2 separate regions of the Mus musculus genome follow, and region 2 is linked to region 1. A link is a contact called in public HiChIP or PLAC-seq data. All regions are on one chromosome and are shown on one strand. Each heading gives the region's core, a stretch centred on a gene start, on an enhancer-like site or on the middle of the called end of the contact. The rest is flanking DNA. Distances are from core to core; before and after follow the strand shown. Region 1 holds the start of Katnal1 (katanin p60 subunit A-like 1). Region 2 has its middle 11 kb from the start of Gm30078.

Region 1 (4,890 bases), core at 799-3,298:
AATTAGAGGTAAGTGTCCCGCCTTACTGAACCTCCCAGGTTCTGAGATTACAGGTGTGAGCCACTACCCCTGCCCCATCATGATTTATCTGTTCTTTTCTTCCTTGGTCTCTCGCACATCCCAAGCTGGCCTTTAATTCTTTAGGTAGCTGAGGTTGGTTCTGAACATTTAATCCTTGTGCTTTCATTCTCCTGAATGCTGGGTTGCAGAGCTGTGCAGCCAATCTACCTGGGTGTACCCTGTATGTGGTATAGGGGATCAAACCCATGGCTTTATGCATGCCAGGTAAGCGCTCTAACAAATAAGTTACACAGTCCTAATTTAGTTCTTTTGTTTCTTTTGTTTTGTTTTCAAAACAGGGTTTCTTTGTATAACAAGAACTGGCTGTCTTGGGACTCAATTTGTAGACCAGTCTGGCTGCTGCCTCCCAACTGCCAGGAATAAAGGCACTGACACAGTGCCCACCTTCCCTAATTTAATTTCCTAAGGCATCACACTACTTTTGAAGTATATTTACACACAACAAAATGTACAAATCATAACTGTTCTATTCCATGAGTTCTGACAGCTACAGACACTTCCCTGACCTAAACCTTTAGCGAAATATAGCACTTTTTTTTTTTTTCCCCTGAGACAGGGTTTCTCTGTGTAGCCCTGGCTGTCCTGGAACTCACTCTGTAGACCAGGCTGGCCTCGAACTCAGAAATCCGCCTGCCTCTGCCTCCCAAGTGCTGGGATGAAAGGTGTGAGCCACCCCTGTCCGGCGATATAGCACTTTTTAATCGGTACAGGACAATTTCCCCATCGGCCAATCCACCTTCAACTGCTAGTCAAATATTTTGACCTTTTTTTTTTTTTTTTTTTTTTTTTTTTTTTGGTTTTTCGAGACAGGGTTTCTCTGTATAGCCCTGGCTGTCCTGGAACTCACTTTGTAGACCAGGCTGGCCTCGAACTCAGAGATCCACCTGCCTCTGCCTCCCGAGTGCTGGGATTAAAGGCATGCGCCACCACGCCCGGCTTATATTTTGACTTTTATCACGATTGGATTAACTAGTATCTGAAAGCTACCGTGTGAGGTGCCAGACTTTTATTCTGTTTTATCATAAAAGTTTCTCTCAGGAACAGAGATAGTTCCATTTTGCAGACTAAAACGTTCAGAGCAGGTAGGTAAGGTGCCTCGGGTCATCGGCTACCAACCAGTTAGCCAAGGAGCTGTGTTAGAAGGCCAGGTTGTTAATCCAGGCCCATAGTACACTGAAGAGTGCACAAACCTCTGCATAAGACCCATTATAGCTTCGAATTCAATAGGTGGGGAGCAGTGCCATTTACGAGTTCCAGAGTCCAGAATCCTCCTGTAGGCTGTGTGCACACGCTATCTAAGCAATGGCTCGTTCTCACTCCACTCCCTGGAGGATGGCGGGAGGGGGCTGCGAGCAGCCTCCAATCCACAGAGCTGGCTCAGCAAGGTCGCCTCCTTAGAAGCCGCTCTCTGTCGCTGCACACGTCCCGCCCCGATGCCGGCCGGTGCAGCACGCCCCACCTAGGGTCTCGGGTTCCTCATCCTGTGGGGTGAGGGCTCCGTGTTCGCCACACTCGCCTCTGAGCATCCTTCCCTACTGCCCCCTTTCCCAACGCTGACTCAGCCCCACGCCCTCTCCGCAGCACTGCCGCAGCTGCCATGGCAACCGTGAGCCACCGCCTCTTCGCGCCGGCCGCGAACTAACGGACTCCGGGCGGGCGGCGGCTAACGGCGCCCCGCCTCGCCCCTCCCCGTTCCTTGACAGCCCTGACCTGCAGGATCTAAGTGGTGAGCCCGAGGGGCCGGGCTTGACAGGGAGAGCCGGGTTGCGGAGCCCAGGCGGGCAGCCCCAGTCCGCAAGACCTCGGCCGCCGGCAACAGGCCGCTCCCCCGGAGGAGAAGCGGGAGAGCCACGCAGAATGTAGCACCAGTCGCAGGGTATCATGGGTCTTGTAGTTCGGTGGCTCATCAGGCTCGCCGCCTTGGCTGGGTGATTCGGGCCGAGAACTACAAAGCCCAGCGGTCCGGAGCGCGGCGACAGACTGATAAATTGGGAGCTACTCAGATGGTGTTAAAGTGACTCTTTGTCTGCAGGGGGCTCCGGGGTGGTCGCTGGATTGGGCGCTGTGCGTCGGGCGGGGGTAGCGCAGGTGAGCCTCATTGCTGCGCTCCAGCCCCGCAGCCTCTGCACTCGCGGCCCCGCTCCATCGCCACCGCGCGGGGCCTGGGCCTCCTAGGGTGCTGCCTCTTGGTGCAGAACCGTATGTATGGCGCAAGGTCGATGCGAGACCCGACAAAGCCTTCACTAAAAGGCCTTTGCCTTTCCCTGTGAATCTCTAGGTATTTCTGCTTATTTTTCAAGTACCTCAGAGCTTTTGGCATATAAAATCCATTCATTAGCGTGTGTTCAGAGGACAGTAATATTTAAAAGGACAAGTGTGAAAGCTGATGAAGGATATTACTGTTATTTGGTGATGTCTGAATACATATACATATATATATGTTGCATGTTAGCTATTGAGGTTGAATGTCATGGAGTAATTAATGCCCCCTTCCGGCTCCACTCTTCACTTACTACCTAAATGTTGCCCACACATATTTTGGTTCTTTGAAGACTAGTTAAACTTTCAATGGCTAGTTAATTTTTGCCTTTTTCTGGAGAGTGTCTTTAGCATTTGTTTCTTTTTTCCCCAAGCACTTCCTAGAACGCACACACGAAGCTGATGGGTCTGGAGTATTTTGGGGAGGTCATAAATAACGAACTTGGTTTTATTGACTGATGAGATTTCTTAGTGGGTTTTGATGTGCTGCGATCTCACACACTTGTCTATTTCATTAAGCTTTGTTTGGTCTTTCACTCCCTTGGAAGTTTCTGTTGCTAGCTCTCCTTCATTTCTGACTTTCTCCTCTAGCCAACTTTACTAGAAATGTATTTTATTGAACTTTCTGAACAATCTCCTTTTGACTACACTGAAGTGTTCTGTATTCTGTTTCTATTTTTTAAAAATACCTGATTGATTTATGCACATTTTTCTTTGTTTTAGAGACCAGGCTTCACTGTGTAGTTTTGGCTAGCTAGAACTCACTGTGTAAACCAGGCTGTCCTGGAGCTCACCTGTCTGTCTCAGGATGCTGATATTAAGCATGGCTCAGGATGATTTCCTCTTTTTATTATGTGTAGTGAGAATTTTGGTGTTTTTTTTAAACATGGAATTTACATAGAAATATAAAAATTGTTTTTGTTTTAATCCCAGGTTTGGGATATTGGGCTGCTTCAGATTGTCCACAGCGGTTGACTGCGATTTGCCTCATGCTGTACAAGGGATGTGATTTTTGCCAACAGCCAGATAGTTTCCGTGACTGTGTGATGTTTGGAATTCTGGGGACTTTTCAGAGGGCATATAAATGCTAAGACTCCAAGAGGTGGGGTTGGTTCTTGATCACCACTTGTTAAGTAATTGTTCCTACGTAAAGAAGAAACAACAACAAGAAATTAGATATCCTGATGGCAAAGATGGAACTTGCCCCAAGAAACTTGACACCCCTAATCAGTAGGAAGTAGTCCTGGTGAGGCCCTTCGACCCCAGCCACTGGCTTGCTTACTCTGTACCACACGTATGAGGTTTGGTAGCCTGAAGCCAGCAGACTGTACGAGCATACCTTGCTTCTCAACTATAGTTCTCTGTACCTCTAGATGGTTTTATAATTTCAGGAATGTCTTTATATTTCATAAAGAAAACTCCCAGAGATGGAAGAGCTGACCAATCACGCAGACCCAAACTCAACCATCCACTTTTCGTGCTTCTCCAGGTCTGCTGCTGAGACAGACTTGGCGATTTTCTTAAGAGCCAACTCCAAGTCCCCTCAGGTGACAGGCATCTGTCCTTGGAGTTCCTCCTTGGACAGGGCCTGGATCTCTTCTGGTCTTAATCCATTGATGTGATGTCTCATTCTGTATCTCTGGAGTCACAGGCAGAGACGTCAGCAGCCATTCCTGCACCTCTTCTCACCACTTCCATTACTACAGAGTTACCACAGACATTCTATCACAAAGTTACCACAGACATTGGGAGGACTGGGTTCTGTGTGATTTCGAGATGCCACTTAGAATTCTCTCCTTCAGTTACATCCTGACGTTTCAGAAGAGGTTCAAAACCTATGCAGGAGCTGGAGAGAGAGTTCAGTTGGAATAGTGCTGGGTATGGAAGCCTGAAGACCAGGGGTTCAATTCCCATTTCTCCCCCCACCCTCCCAAATGCTGGGTATACTGGCATATGCTTGTCATCCTAGCTCTGGGGAGGTGAAAACAGAAATCCCTTGGGGGCCTGGTGGTCAGCTAGCCTAGCCTACTTGGCAAGCATAAGGACATTGAGAGACCTTGTCTCCAAAACCAGGGTGAGGTCAAGGATGGTGGTACACACATTTAGTCCAGTATCCAGAAGGTAGAAGCAGGGCGACTTCTATGAGTTTTGCAAATGTGTGACACTTGGAATTCTGGATAATCTTCAGAGGCTGTGGTGGTTTGAATAAACTTGTCCCACGGGAAAAGGCACTGTTAGGAGGTGTGGCCTTGTTGGAGTGGGAGTGGCCTTGTTAGAGGAAGCCTGTCACTGTGTAGGCAGGCATCAAGGTCCTATGTTTAGGCTCCACCCAGAGCAGAAGAGCCCTTCTTCCTAGTTGCCCATGAAACAGTCTCTGGTTGCCTTCAGAACAAGATGTAGAACTCTCAGTTCCTCCTGCACCATGCCAGCCTGGACACTGCCATGCTTCCCATCATGATGACAATGGACTGAACCTCTGAACCTGTAAGCCTGCCCCAATGAAATGTTGTCCTTATAAGAGTTGCCATGGTCATGGTGTCTCTTCACAGC
Region 2 (4,890 bases), core at 752-3,251, 150 kb before region 1:
TGAAAGAAAGAAAGAAAGAAAGAAAGAAAGAAAGAAAGAAAGAAAGAAAGAAAGAAAGAAAGAAAGAAAGAAACAACCCCAAAATCAAAAAAGAATACGGGGGGGGGGGGGGGAAGAGATGGAGAGATGCCTCAGATGTTAAAAGGACATGTTCTCCTCCAGAGGACCAGAGAATTTGATCCCAAGAGGTTTGATTCCCAGTACCCACATAGTGCTTCCAACCCCCTATAACTCCAGTTCCAGAGGATCCAATGCCCTCTTCTGACCTCTGTGGCCAGCCAGCTTACATGTGGTGGGTGTACATGCTTACACACAGGCAAAACCTCACGCACATTAAAGAAGAACCTGCTAGCGAATAGCAGCATTTGAAATGCACTCGCTTTTCTACTGCTGAAAAACTTAACGCTGCCTCTTGCTCCCAGTCACATCCTTCACATCACAGGCACACACGTGCGCATAACCACAGGTTAGTGGCTAGGGAGGAGGGCCTGAAGGAACCCACATAAGAAGGCTGAACATGAGCCTTCTTTGCAAATCCTATCTTCAAAATGTGTCCACCAAGGAACGATAGGGGGAAAACATAATCTTTCTGTTGACTACCTTGTAGTTTAAAAATGTCACGGTGCAGGCTTAGCACTTGACCGATGTGACATTATTCCTCCAGGGAGATCTTTAGCACAGTAGAGCCAACTGCAGTGATTCACATCTACAGTCCCAGAACTCAGGAAGCTGAGGCAGGAGGATGGAGGATTTGCGGGTGGGCGGGTTCAAGACGGGGTTTCTCTCTTGGGTGTCCTGGAACATGCTATGTTAACCAGGCTGGCCCCAAACTCACAGAGATCCACTTTCCTCTGCCTCCAGAGTGCTGGGATTAAAGGTGTGGGCCACCACAGCAAGGATGGGGAAATCTGAGACTAGGTTGGGTTAACTGGGAGGGCCCCTTCAAACAACAATAACAACAAAGCAAATGACCAGTAATTTCCATATACCAAAGTTCTTGCTAAGGGGTATAAAAGTGTCAGTTGTACTACAACTAGGAAGAGGTAGACACTTAAAGTTGATAAAGAAACAAACATTGCACGATGACACTCAGGGAGCTGAGGCAGGAGGATAGCAAAGTCCTGTTGACAAACCCTGAAGTACAAAACACTGGCATGAAGAACCAGGTGGCCAGGGTTTCCCTTCCTCAAGAAGCATTGGAGCGATATCCCCGCCCTCAGGCGCGGTATCCCCGCCCTCAGGAGCGGCAGCAGAGAAACCTCCTTTTCTTTTAAGTAACTGTGTTTGCTTGCTTGCTTGCTTGCTTGCTTGCTTGCTTGCTTGCTTGCTTGCTTGCTTGCTTGCTTGCTTGCTTGTCTAGAGATAGAGATGCTCTATGCAGCCCTTGTTAGCCCAAAACTCTCTATGTAGACCAGGGTGGCCTTCAACTTACAGAGCTCTGTTTGCCTCTGCAACCTAAGTGCTGGGATTAAAAGTGTGCACTACTATGCTCAATATAAATTGTGTTCCTTGAAGCATTTGGTGCCTCACCCCACCCGCACGCCACCTCCCACTCCATTCTCAGAACACCAGAGCTCAAGTTTGCATTCACTGCTACTTCCCGCGGAGGTCTGGTCAAAGAAGCCTCGTCCTGGCTACTGACCGGTGCTACCTCCTCTCTGCGGGGAAGGAAGAGCCCAGAGCCCGTTAAGCAGATCCGGGCAGCAGGAGGCCTCCAGCAAGCTTAAGCTGCCTGGCCCTTCCTGTCCAACAGGTTAGGGGAACCTCTGCTGGTTTCCTAGCTTCTATAATGCCGAGAGGCAGGAAGAGAATGCTTGAGGTCGTTCCCACACTCAGCCTTCCTGGGAACGTAGCGGGCCCCAGGATCTATGCTGGGTAGTGACCACGGGGAGGCTGTCCTGGGATTTCCCAGGGCCCACACCACTTCCAGGCACAGCCGCTCTCTTCACTCAAGAAGTGCTGGAGAATTCCATGGCCCTCAGCATTCCTCGAGTGACTGGAACTGGCCTGAATCGTCAGTGTGGAAGGAATGTGGCAAATGAGGCTGGCCATGAGTCACTTGAGTTCCAAGGGACTAGACGGTCTGAGGAAGAAACCCAAATGAGTTCGTGTAGGCAGGTCTTCGGGCCAGCACCCTGCTTGCCTCTCACCGGCTATTCAGCGCCAGACCATGGTTGCTTTACAAGTCAGTCTCAAGCTTTCCAAGTTATAGGACACAATGCTACTGGCTTACCCTGACTGTACATTATTTAGGGCCTGGGGAAATTCAAAGCGCCAACTGCTCTTGCAGAGAACCCGAGTTCTGGTCCCAACCCCCACATCAGGCAGATGCTGGCTGCCTGCATCTTCTGCAGAACAAACATTAGCTTTCTCTCTGACAGAACGCTGGACCTGTGTCCCGAAGTTCCACAGAGTTCTTAAACCACTACTCAATGGTGTAAGAAAGAGCAAAGAGTGCTTTTTCTTTTAAAAAATTATTATATTTATTCTCAGTTATGTGTGCATGTGTCTCTGCACGTACCTGAGGTATCGGATCTCCTAGAACTGAGATTACAGGCCACCTGACACAGGTGCTGAAGGGCAGGTTGTGTGTTTAACTGCTGAGCAATCTTCCCAGCCTCCCCGGTGGTTTTTTAAATGTTAGTGTAGCTCAATACAGAGCATCTGCCTGGCTTCTCTCTCCAATCCTTAAACAAACAAACAAACAAACAAACAAACACCTATTGTAAGAGTAGACCAGGTTCTAAGGAATTCTGCTATATTCTGTTATAGTTCTAGGTTCGTAGGCTTGCCCTACCTGTGCTTTCCATGACTGAATAATCCATCACAGCCCTCCTCCTCCTCCCCTTCCTCCTCCCCCCCTTCCAGTGTGACCCACTGCAGGCTCTCTGTCCTTTCCTCTGTTACTTTGACTTCACTTAGAGAATCTCTAGGGAGACTGTCTCTGAGAATGGTGGTATGTGGGACACTGGAGCCTCCTGTTCATTGCCTGAAGATACCTCCACCACGTAGTGGACCTCAGATGACAGCAGCAGCCCGGATTGCTGTACCCAACACATCTCAGAAGGCCCCTTATGCATCCTAAGAAGGAGTTCAAATAAGTGCATTTTAATGTTTTTGACAGGGCATCCAGTCCTTGCTCCATGATGTTTGTCTCTCCTTGGTCTCCCATTAAACTCCCTTGAGGCATGGGGGACAGGTGGGACCTGGACAAAGCTCCACACCACTGAGCAACACCTCAACCTCAACACTGACAGCAGTTGGAAGAGATCTTTTTGGCTACTTATCACTTTGTCTCCCGAACTGAGAGTCAGCCACAGAACTAAGGACTGAATTGTGCATTTCCGTTTCCATGTTTGCCTTGAACATGTTTTAAAAGATATCTGTAAGTACAGGCCATTTTAGCATGTTTAAAACAAACAGGCCTGGGCCTGTAGCCCAGAGGTACAGGTGCTTGCCTGGCCTGGCACACACCCCTGGGTTTGACCTCAGCACAGCAAACAGTGGCCAAACTCTTAGGTGCATCCTGGTCCTGACCGGGGGCGGGGGGGTGGGGCAGCTGGAGGAAGGGGTGACAAGGATGGTGAAGACTGTAAGAGATCAGAAACTCAATCCCACTTTTCTATGAGCTCGATTTGGCCATTCTCGCTCCCTCCTTGTTGGCTTTTACCATGTGATAATTGTACATATGTATGGGGTAACGGTGTGACATCTCAGCAAACACACACAGCATCTGCCGATGAAGGACAGAGGGACAGGAAGCAGTAGGGAGCCAGCTCAGTGTTAGACCCGAACCTCTCCAGAACTTTCTCCTCTTTATCACGTTTAAACATTTACTCATGGATCAAGTGACTCCTGGAGGCCAGGTGGTAGGCTGGATGAAAAATGGCAAGCAGACACAAACTGAAGGCCACAAACAACATCGGGGGGGGGGGAGGTGGAGGCGGTGGGAACAGGACAGGAAGGGACAGTAGGTTCAAAGTCCTGGGCACAGAGGAGAAGGCTGTCCCCAAAGCCCAGGTGACTTAGGGTTTTACTGCAGTGAACAGACACCATGACCAAGGCAGCTCTTATAAGGACCAATTGGGGCTGGTTTACAGGTTCAGAGGTTCAGTCCATTATCATCAAGGTGGGAAGCATGGCAGCATCCAGGCAGACTTGGTACAAGAGGAGCTGAGAGTTCTACATCTTCATCTGAAGGCAGCTAGGATAGGACTGGTTTCCAGGCAGCCAGGATGAGGATCTTAAACCCCACACCCACAGTGACACACTTACTCCAACAGAGCCACACTTACTCCAACAGAGCCACACCTACTCCAACAGAGCCACACCTACTCCAACAAAGCCACACCTCCTAAGAATGCCACTCCCTGGGCCAAACATATTCAAACCACCACACAAGGGATGCCAGGAGGAAAGGCAGGAAGAGTGAGAGGCACATTCTCTTCAGGGACTGAGGAAGGAAAGGAATGGATGATAAGGCATTGACTCCTCCCCCACACACTTCCCAGTGGCTGCTGGGAGCTGACACCAGCTGGAGGAGCAGCAGACCTGTGCATGCAGGGCCTGGGGGCTGTGCTAAGGAGTTTGAACTCTCATGAGGGTCCAGGGAGCCATGGTGAGATCCTTGAAGAAAGGGAACATGACCCATGTTAAGTGTCACCTGTATATGGGAAGCCACTCGGAGCCTTCTGAGACAGAGAAACCCAGGTGTGTTAAGTAAGTGGAAGTCAATAGAGTCACTGAAGCAGGAACTGGTGGCCCAAGAATTGGGGGAAGTGACAGACACTAAAAGGACAGAAGCCACAGACATCACCTGCTGACTGAGGGAGGGAGGAACCTGTATGGAGGACTCAACCCCTGGGTCAGGCAAGTGGGTCAGGATGGAAG

Evidence for each region. HiChIP or PLAC-seq counts read pairs in DNA pulled down with a chosen protein or histone mark.
Region 2: an H3K4me3 HiChIP or PLAC-seq map of the SCID.adh cell line shows a contact between it and region 1, with 14 read pairs. The contact joins the enhancer-like site here to the promoter of Katnal1 in region 1. A contact is called at or near these places in 5 of 115 datasets of contacts at active chromatin or transcription factors (the SCID.adh cell line, bone marrow-derived macrophages, hepatocytes and 2 more) and 3 of 9 other capture datasets (adipose tissue, liver and pancreatic islet).

Annotation. Positions count from the first base shown.
Region 1 is chr5:148,925,805-148,930,694 of GRCm38.p6, reverse strand. Katnal1 (katanin p60 subunit A-like 1) reads left to right here and starts at 2,048. Exons shown (of 11, transcript NM_153572.2): 1 at 2,048-2,169. It overlaps Gm36446 (a long non-coding RNA gene), which reads right to left and starts at 1,883. Exons shown (of 2, transcript XR_377236.1): 1 at 1,792-1,883; 2 at 1,073-1,562.
Region 2 is chr5:149,076,217-149,081,106 of GRCm38.p6, reverse strand. No RefSeq gene overlaps it. Among named protein-coding and RNA genes, the nearest start is that of Gm30078, 11 kb to the right of the region's middle. Within about 2 kb of position 2,001, at least 142 of the 459 cell types and tissues checked have an H3K27ac peak or open chromatin away from gene starts, as enhancers often do. A contact at or near this core is called in the SCID.adh cell line, adipose tissue and regulatory T cells, where this site is marked.